Regions from separate parts of the Gossypium arboreum genome. Here region 2 is linked to region 1. The links are chromatin contacts, called in public Hi-C maps. All regions are on one chromosome and are shown on one strand. Each heading gives the region's core, a stretch centred on a gene start, on an enhancer-like site or on the middle of the called end of the contact. The rest is flanking DNA. Distances are from core to core; before and after follow the strand shown. Region 1 holds the start of LOC108466928 (40S ribosomal protein S23-like). Region 2 holds the start of LOC108464234 (protein MODIFIER OF SNC1 11).

What was found. A called contact is a pair of places that touch in the nucleus more often than the background predicts.
Region 2: a Hi-C map of leaf shows a contact between it and region 1, with 3 times the contacts expected there. The contact joins the promoter of LOC108464234 here to the promoter of LOC108466928 in region 1. A contact is called at or near these places in 2 of 5 Hi-C or Micro-C datasets (both in leaf).

Annotation. Positions count from the first base shown.
Region 1 is chr13:53,187,158-53,191,931 of ASM2569848v2, forward strand. LOC108466928 (40S ribosomal protein S23-like) reads left to right here and starts at 1,892. Exons shown (of 4, transcript XM_017767314.2): 1 at 1,892-2,046; 2 at 2,955-3,110; 3 at 3,211-3,337; 4 at 4,122-4,394. The coding sequence starts at 2,042. The coding sequence ends at 4,262.
Region 2 is chr13:53,561,333-53,566,106 of ASM2569848v2, forward strand. It overlaps LOC108464234 (protein MODIFIER OF SNC1 11), which reads left to right and starts at 2,909. Exons shown (of 6, transcript XM_017764411.2): 1 at 2,909-3,425; 2 at 4,375-4,455; 3 at 4,545-4,673; 4 at 4,772-4,774. The coding sequence starts at 3,088.

The DNA.
Region 1 (4,774 bases), core at 642-3,141:
CACTATTTCTAGCTTTTTGACCGTTTGGATTTTCGACAACAGGATGATTACCAATCAATTTACTAAACTAATTTAATTATGTTAATTAATTTAATTTTCTTTTGATAAAAATAAGAAGGAACGACCCTTAACAACTAGCCAACAAAATCAACTCCTAAACAAAGAGAAACTATAGAGAGTGAACATATATTTTCACTTTTATTTAAAATAATAGATTGCCACTTAATTTAATAAATTTCAATATATTATTTGAATAATTTAAAAAATACATTTAAGTCTTCAATTAATAATCATTAGAAATTTGATCTTTGAACATTTTTTGAAAATATAAAATGTGTAAATCTATGAACAACCTTATTCCCTAAAAAAATCAATATCTATTTAAAGGTAATAAAATTCTATTAAAATAATAGGTAAAGTATACCAATAGTCACTCAATTTTGATATAAATGACAAAACAACCACTCAACTTTCAATTTAGTCAATAAACTTTCGAAAAATAATGAATCAGTCACCATTAACAATTTTTCATTACGGATGTAACAGAGTTGCCATTTTCCGTTACAAACATAAAGGAACTGTCATTTTCCATCCTTCTCTCCCCCTCCCCTCTTGTCTCCCTCCCCCTACCACCGCTCTCCTTTCCCTCTCCCTCTCCCCCACTATCCCCTTCCATCTGCTAACCCACCCACCCTTCAAGCCCCTTGCTTTTGTCTCCCAAAACCATGGTCTAGTTCTTCCCAACCAAAAATCTCAGTTAAATACATAAAAAAAAGGTCGCGTTCTTAATTTTTTTCCGCTTTAACAAGTTTCTAGATCACAACTGCTTTAATTTTTTTTATTTGGATTGGGTAAGACAGGTTAAACAAAACCCTTATTTTATATTTCATAATTTCGTTATCTTGTTGTTTCAAAATTCATTTGTTAGGTTTTTTACTTAGTCATTTGTATTATAGACAAATCACTGTGATTATTATTAGGTAAGATGGGTTAAACAACAATGACTGTTGGTGTACTTTACCTTTATTATTATTGGGTAATGAAGAGTTCGGGCAATCAAATCACTATGATTTCAAAGCAATCAGAAAACGATGGATCCCGTTTTAGAAAAGCTCAAATTCCTTAAAATTGTAAGCTCAAATCCATTTTTGTCAATAATTTATACATTTTTAGATATTCTTTTCCCTTTTTTTTCATTTGGATATGAGAAGAAAAACCTAGAAATAACTTCAAAATAACTTGTTTCTGTCATTGTTGTTTTTGCCAAATTTGTTAAAGCTTCCATTTAGTAAAACAATAAGATGATGAGAGAAAGAGAGAAGCTTACTAGTAGTGATGCGGGAAGAGGAATGAAGCAGTTTAACTAAAAAAAATTAAGAATAGGACCTTTTTTTATGCATTTAACTGAGATTTTTGGTTGGGAAGAACATGACCCATGGTTTTGGGAGACAAAAATCAATGGGCTTGAATGGTGGGTGGGTTAGCAGAAGGAAAGGGACGGTGGGAGAGAGGGAGAGGGCCGAAGTAAGGGGAGGGACGATGGAGGAGAGGGAGAGAATCGGAGTAGGGGGATTGTTGGGAAGAGGGATAGGGATGGGAAAGCCGTAGCAAAGGGTGGGGGAGAGAAGGAGGAAAATGATAGCTCTGTTACGTCTGTAAGGAAAAATGGTTAATAGTGACTGATTTGTTATTTTTAAAAAATTTAGCGATTAAGATGAAAGTTAAGTAATTGTTTTGTTATTGAGATTAAAATTGTATAACTATTGGTTTACTTTACCCTAAATAATTAATACAAAATATTTTCAGCCCAACCCGACTTGGGACCGAGTAAAGTAGCTGAAAGCACCTATTTTAAATATTTATTATGGGTCCAAATTACAGCCCACTATATATCTATATATGCCCATCGTTTGTAGGGTTAGGGCCTTAAGCAGCAGCTTCGAGGTTTATACTTCAAACTTAGCGGCAGCAGATTTTTCTTTGTCTTCGCCTCAATCTCTCTGGAAACCCTCGCCGCAGTTGGAATAACCTCTCAGCCAATATGGGGTATGTTTTCTTGCTATCAATTTCAGCATAAATCCGTAGCTTGTTTCTTTTCTTAGCTTCCCTACCCTTTTTCTTTTTACTGTTAAGCTGATCTTGCTTGTTTAATTAAATGATTTTTTTATGAGAAGTATCGGTTTTCGGATGTGGGTTGTTGGGTCTCTAAGTCTTGTATTAATTCTACACTTTGAAAAAAAGATTGGGAATAATGAGACTTTATAGCTTTGAGTGCATTGCACCTGCTATTGATTTTAGATATTGTGTTTTTTTTTTTTTTGGAAATTTGATTGCTGGTTTAGGCGTTTTAGCTTTAAGATTGAAAGAATGAGTTGGAATATGGATTTTGGTTTATGATTCTCTGTATGAATAATGCTATGAGCTTCTTGAAAGCCAGAAAATTTTTCTTGTATTTGATTTTCCAAGGGTTTAGGAGTATTATATATGAATGGCAGTTGAACAATGCTTGTTTGAAATTACAAAATGTCGACTTTCACCTGAAGTGATACAAACTCTTTCTGTCCTCCATCAAACACTTTTAAAAGCTACATAAGATTTACGAAGTTTGATGTTTAGAATTTTATATTTTGAGGAGTTCTAATTTATGAGATTAAGGGTAGATGGTAGACCTGTCAATTGGACGATGAAGTTGTTTTGGATCAGGTCAATTCGGGTTTTAGGATTTTTAGGCCTGTTTTGGGTCTGGGTTAATTTTAGGTTCAAGTTGTCTTTCAAGTTTTCTGGGGTTGGTAATTATGCATTTGGGTACATTCGGGTTCGGGTTGGATAGATTTTGGTTGTTTACTTTTTAGGGTCAAATTGTGTTGGGTTTGTTTGGTTCAGGCATTTTGGGTTGATTGAGTTCTTAGATTCGTTTCAAAAGCAATAGGTCTTATTAAGGGTTTTTCATTCAGGAAGACACGTGGAATGGGAGCTGGACGCAAGTTGAGGACCCACAGGAGGAGGCAACGGTGGGCCGATAAGGCATACAAAAAATCCAACCTTGGAAATGAATGGAAGAAGCCATTTGCTGGTTCTTCCCATGCCAAAGGCATTGTCCTTGAGAAGATGTAAGAATTCCCTGTTCTTTTTTTTTTTTTTCTTTTTTGGTGCTTTTGTTTTCATTGAACACTAATTCAATATATGCACTAATGGCTTTATAACATCCAGAGGTATTGAAGCTAAGCAGCCGAACTCTGCTATTAGGAAGTGTGCTAGAGTTCAATTGATCAAGAATGGGAAGAAGATTGCGGCATTCGTCCCAAATGATGGTTGCTTAAACTACATTGAAGAGAATGTAAGTAGAACTTAAGTGAAATTGTATGATATAATTTTTTAAGCGTGCTAAGTAGGCCTATCAATTGGACAAGTTGGGTTGGTTGTGGATTATATTATTTTAAATCGGACCAATTCAGGTTTTAAAAATATTTAGTCATTGTGTTTTTGGTCATTTTCATGTTTGAGTCATTTTGGGTCAGTGTTGTCTAGGTTTGCACCTAGGTGCCTACATCTCTTGCTTTAGCACTAGGCAACAAAAATGCTCATTCTTTCAAGGCCTCTCGCATGGCAATATAAGGATTCTAGCCCTAAAGAGTGCCCCTTGTGCCCTTGACAACATTGATTTGGGTGGTTCAATTTCAGGTTTAATCATTTTGGATTTGAATGTTTAGGATTTTGGTCTATTTGGGTGTGGGTTTGAGGCTTGGGTCTCTTATGGGTTTTAGGCTTAGTTTAGCAATGCTTCTCATTTAGCAATGCTTCTCAGAAGTGTTTTTGGGAAAAAAGCACTTTTGGGGAGAAGCTAAAATTTTCAGCTTTTGAGAATTTTGGGTTAATTTTTTGCTTGGGAGAAGCACTTTTTTAGGTCATTTCAAGATTAGTTTGCTTTGGATCGATTCGTTTTGAGTTCAAGCTGTTTCAAGTTTAAGATATTGACTTCTAATTGTCAAAATGAGTTGTATCTTGTTTGGGTTGAGCTGGTCGAGTTTTCTGAGTTCGAATTAGAATTAGAATTGGCAAGTTTAATAATGTTAAGTGCATTAGGTTGCTAATACTTTTCCGATTATAATTGGCTTATGTAGGATGAGGTGTTGATTGCCGGATTTGGACGAAAGGGTCATGCTGTGGGTGATATTCCTGGTGTTAGGTTCAAGGTTGTGAAGGTCTCGGGTGTTTCACTGTTGGCACTTTTCAAAGAGAAGAAAGAGAAGCCTCGATCATAAATTTTGAGGGAGAGGTCTCATCGTCTTCTGTTAGTTCTATTTAGAATAAACTATAGAGATTTTTATTGCTATGTAGTTATTTGGTCAACCTGTTCACTTTATCTTAATTAATATTTTGTGCTTTTGTACTGATGTTGATGCTTTGATGCTTTGATGCTCTTTTAAACTGTTCTTTCCCCATGCTATGATTCAATCTAGTCCTTCAAATCATACCATTTCGAGTTGATACATTTAAAATATTTTTTCATATATTTTTATAATCAACGTACCAATAACATGAAATCACCTATCGTCAAATAGAATCACCACATAAGAACCAAAAGAAAAAAAAAAAAACAAGAACTAATTGACGGTGGAGATCAATAATCAAATGAAAATAGTATTGGACATTTTGCACTTTCATGGTCTTAAGCTGTTTAAAAGTAGCATCCCAAGTAGGAGCTCAAATCTGCAATAATCGCTTTTCATCTAATCTAGTAGAACACCTAAACTGCAATTACGAACATCGATAA
Region 2 (4,774 bases), core at 1,659-4,158, 380 kb after region 1:
AAACCTCACACCTAGCCTGATCATCGAGTTCGAATGCATTACATTACACTATGTTGCCAAAGCAACTTAGATTACTTCAATTTATTTTTTAATGCAATTAACAAATAACCACAACATAACTCATTCAAACACGAATTATAAATTCAAGCATACATAATAGATTTACATTGTCCTTATTTAAGATGTTTTGAGGTTATTGACCACCGCCTCGACATGCATTCGTCGGGCTTTAGAACATCAATTAAATATGGAAGTGAAAGTGCAGTACCAGCAAGTGAATAAGTCAAATTATAATATAGTTATGTTTTACAAATGAACACTGAGAAGTATTTTGATGATCGTACCCAGAGGATTGCAAGATTGAAGAAAATTTTAATTAAATTAATTACCCAAAAATAATTACTAATCTAATCAATTCATGAATTAGTAGTGCAAACTATTCCTATTCCTAGTTTCGACAATACAAACTATTTAACCTAGAAGCAATTGAAGCCCTAATTATTAATTAAGCCAAGTTATCAAAACTAAAAACTACTCTAAGTTTCGATTAAATTAATTATTAAACTAAAAACTACCTTAAGTTTCGATTAAATTCCTATTCCTAATTAATTTAATCTAAAAATTCCTACTCTAACTTAATAATTGAAGCCCTAATTAATTAACTAAACTAAAAACTACTCTAAGTTGAGTTATTGAAAATTCCTATTCCTATTCTTTATTTATGTCTCCTTTTTAACTTAGTTTAATTGAATATTTGAATAAGTATTAGAATAAATTGTGTTTTATCAACATCTCGCATGATTCAATTGTTTAATCTGATTAATTGAATAAGTAAATAATTATTTAAAATTAAGCATTTATTCAAGAGACTTGGTATACTAGGATTGACGACACTAGTAGAATATTTTGACAGGTGGTACAAGTCTACGCAATAGGATACCCTTTCAGTCCACCTGTCTAAATATTCTACTAAAGTCATCAATCCTAGTATACCAAATCTCTTGAATAAATACTTTATTTTAGATAATTATTTACTTATTCAATTAATCAAATTAAACAATTGAATCATGGGAGATGTCGATAAGACACAATTTATTCTATTACTTATACAAATATTCAATTAAACTAAGTTAAAGAAGGAGACATAAATAAATAATAAGAAAGGGATAGAGAATGCTCATATATATTTGGAGATGAAAGTGCGTGTTCAGGATATCCTCCACTCTTGATTGTCTAACAACAAAATAGAAAGATTCTGCTTACAGAAACATAAAATAAACTAACCCCTAATTTGTAGAGAAAGAAAATTGAAACGTTAAATTCTGATGGAACCCTCTTAATAAGGTTCTAAGAGCTTAATATTTATGATGTAAGGGTTAGATGACTAGATTAGGTCGAGTTACAAATTATTCAATGTGTTAATTATCATTGTGTAGATGAAAACACCCTTATCTATAAGTTGGGCCTCGTTGAACCGGTGTTGCGACATCACAGGACTGATGTTGCGACATTGAACATTGATTGCACCCCTTTTTTGCTTCAAAATTGGTTGTTGTGACATTAGACTTTGAATATAATTTCTTTAGGTTTGAAGTTGGATGTCACGACAGTGATAGTTGGTTGTTGCAATATTAATGCCTTGAAGCTCCTTTTTGCTTCGAAGTTGGATGTCACGAAATCCATCTTTGATGTTGTGACATTTTGGGGATTAACTCTTCAGCCTAAGACGATGTCCTACACACTCAATCAACACATCAATCTTCCCTTAGGCCCAAACTGGCCTAATAGGTCATAAAACCACACTGAAAGATCGTTTTATTCAATTAAAACTAAAAATTAAATAATTCTAAAATAAACATTAAAAACGTAAAACTACTTGAATACAAGCTCCTTGAGTCATGAAAAGAGCTTAACTTGCCATTGTAAATTGAGACAGATCAATTATATGGGGTTCAAACTCGAATCAAAACTCAATTGGATGTCTTAGGACATGTTATCCCTTTGATTTTTTTTTAAATTTTTTTCGATGATAGAATGTCGAGACATTGGGGTTCATATCTCTAGACTTGGCATCTTATGTCTCTAGATAGGTCTCGAGACATATCTATCATGTTTCAAACCTTTAACTTCGATGTTTATGTGTCTTGAAACAAAGGAGTTCTTGTCTTGAGACTTGAAACTAAGCAAACCTATTTTAGTAAACCCTCAACTCGCTCAATAAATTATTTTGTAGATTATAATCCTCTTAATGTATGTTTAAAAATCTAAAGAAACAATTAAAAAAAAATTTAACACCATTATAACTCTCTCAATAAATTATTTTAATTATTTAGTTGTTAAAATATGCTATTAGTTCATGTACTTATTTAAAATTTGAGATTTAGTTCCTATACTTTAAATGTTAAAATTTAATTATTCTACTTTTTCAATTTAAAATTCTAGTTTAATCATTATTGTTGTTTTTAATTTTTGTCAAAATTTGTAAACTTAACATGTTTATTTTAGCCAATCATATGTGACGTTATATGAGAACAATTTAATTAACACATCAATTTGATAAATTTTGATAAAAAGTACAAATAATATTAATATTTAGATTGAAATCTTAAAATCAAATAAATAAGAAGACTTCTTTTTTATTTTTTTAAGTACAATGACTAAATTTTAAGAATATTTTAATCAATGTTGTTTGAACAGGACTCAATTAGTCCATTGGATCGGAAGTAACCGAATGATCAATATAGAGAGTAATTTTGAAATGATTAAATCAAAAACCATTATAAACCGGTTAAAACAACTAAAACTCGATTCAACTGAATATTTTTAAATTTTTAATTAATTTTATCCTTAATTAACTTCTAACTCAAAATAAAAAGTACGTTAATTGAGAGTCGGTCTTAGCAGGCCATCCGGCCCAACAACAGCGAATGAAGAAAGGCGAAACGAAAAACCTTCTTGCCTTTATTGTTTAATCCTTAGCCTTTTTCCTTAATCCTTAACCAGCGAGTAAGAGAAGACAGTGACCCTCACCGCTCACTCTCTTAGGTCTCGGCTCCTCCTCTTCACGCAACTCTACCTACCATTCCCATGGCAACCACCACCGATAAACCCCTCGCTACCGCAAGGAACTCCGCGGCTCCATCCTCCGTCGCCAATTCATCCGCAGAACCGATCTCTAAGAAGACCGCCGAGCCCGCTCTGCCTTCCACCGATAAGTTAGATCCTCCTAGCTCTGATATTTCTGCTTCTGAAGTACCTCTTAAGGAGAGCAAGGGTTGGAAGACTGGCGGGACTGCTGGGGGCTCCGCCTCTGGGGGTGGCAGCGCTCCCGTTAACGACATCCAGAAGAAGATTCGCCGAGCTGAGCGGTTCGGCGTACCGGTCCAGTTGTCTGAGCAAGAGAAGCGTAATTCTAGGGCTGAGAGGTAACTACTTTAATCTCCCCGGGTTTATCGGGAATTCAGGGTTTTTCTTTTTGGTTTTGTACCTAGTCGATCAGAACTTCTAACGATAAGAGAAGAATTTGATTTTTTATTTTGATTGATTTCTGGAAATGTCTATTCGGATAAATTTCTTGAAATGCCATTCGATTCTTGGATCTTGAGGTGCTTAGAACCATTCATTATTGCTATTGAATTCGTTCCTCTAGTTTTTCCTTTTGTCTTGCTCTTCATGTTGGAGCTTATCGTATTTTGGATTTTATTAATTTATCCGTTGATTCTCTAGAGGTGAGTATAACCCTATCAGATCAGAGTCTTACCTAGTTACTAAGCTTGCTTGCATGTTCGCCTGGGACAACTTGGCAATTTAAGGCAAATCCTAACTTAGTTCTATATAATTAGAGAGAAACTATATGGCTTCTTAAAACAGTGTTACAAGGATTGGAGATCAGTCTGATATCAAAACGAAAATTGAAAGGTAACTTGCTACTTTTGTGAAACCTAATTCGATAGGGTAGTCTTATCCAGCTAAGTTTAGTAAGAACAAAATACTATGAATTGGAATATAAGAAGTATTTTGGAACTTTTGTGTGTGTGTGTGTGTGTGTGGTTTTTAATATAAATACATAATTCTAATTAAATGAATAGATAAATTTTGAAGTTCCTGAATGATTTGTTTTACGTTATAATTTTGGAGTGAACAATTTATTAAGGGACTTTAATCTTACTGAATTGGGTTGCTAGTGTTCCTTGATGGGAACGTGCAAACCAATTTGAAAATGGCTGGAAAGATAGTGTTTTCCTGTAACAGAGCCTTAAAATGTTGTAATAGAAGAGTTTTGTTGGTGGTAAAGCTGTAGCTGTGGATGTTGCCTTCCATTTTTTGACTTCTTTTTGTTTCTAACTTGTTGAGTGTGGACCAACCATTTTGCAGGTTCGGTACTGTGCCCAGCATGAATGGATCAGAAGCATCTAAGCAATCGGAGGACATGAAGAGGAAAGCCAGAGCAGAGAGGTTTTATTCTATATACCCTTTATGGGGGTGAATATGTGGCTTACATTTGCATTTTTATTCAGTTTGTCATTTTTATTGTTGTTTCTCAGGTTTGGGCTTTCTGTACCCACTACGGCTACTGATGAGGAGGCCAAAAAGAAAGCACGTCTTGCCAGATTTGCACAAGATTCCAAACCTGATACAGTGGAAGAGGAGAAAAGAAAAGCGAGGGCAATTAGGTATGTTCTACTGCTGAAAAGCTGTTTGATTTAATTTTAGAGATATATAAATGCCTAAGAAAATGTATATTGAACTTTGATTTATCTTGTCTTTCCAGGTT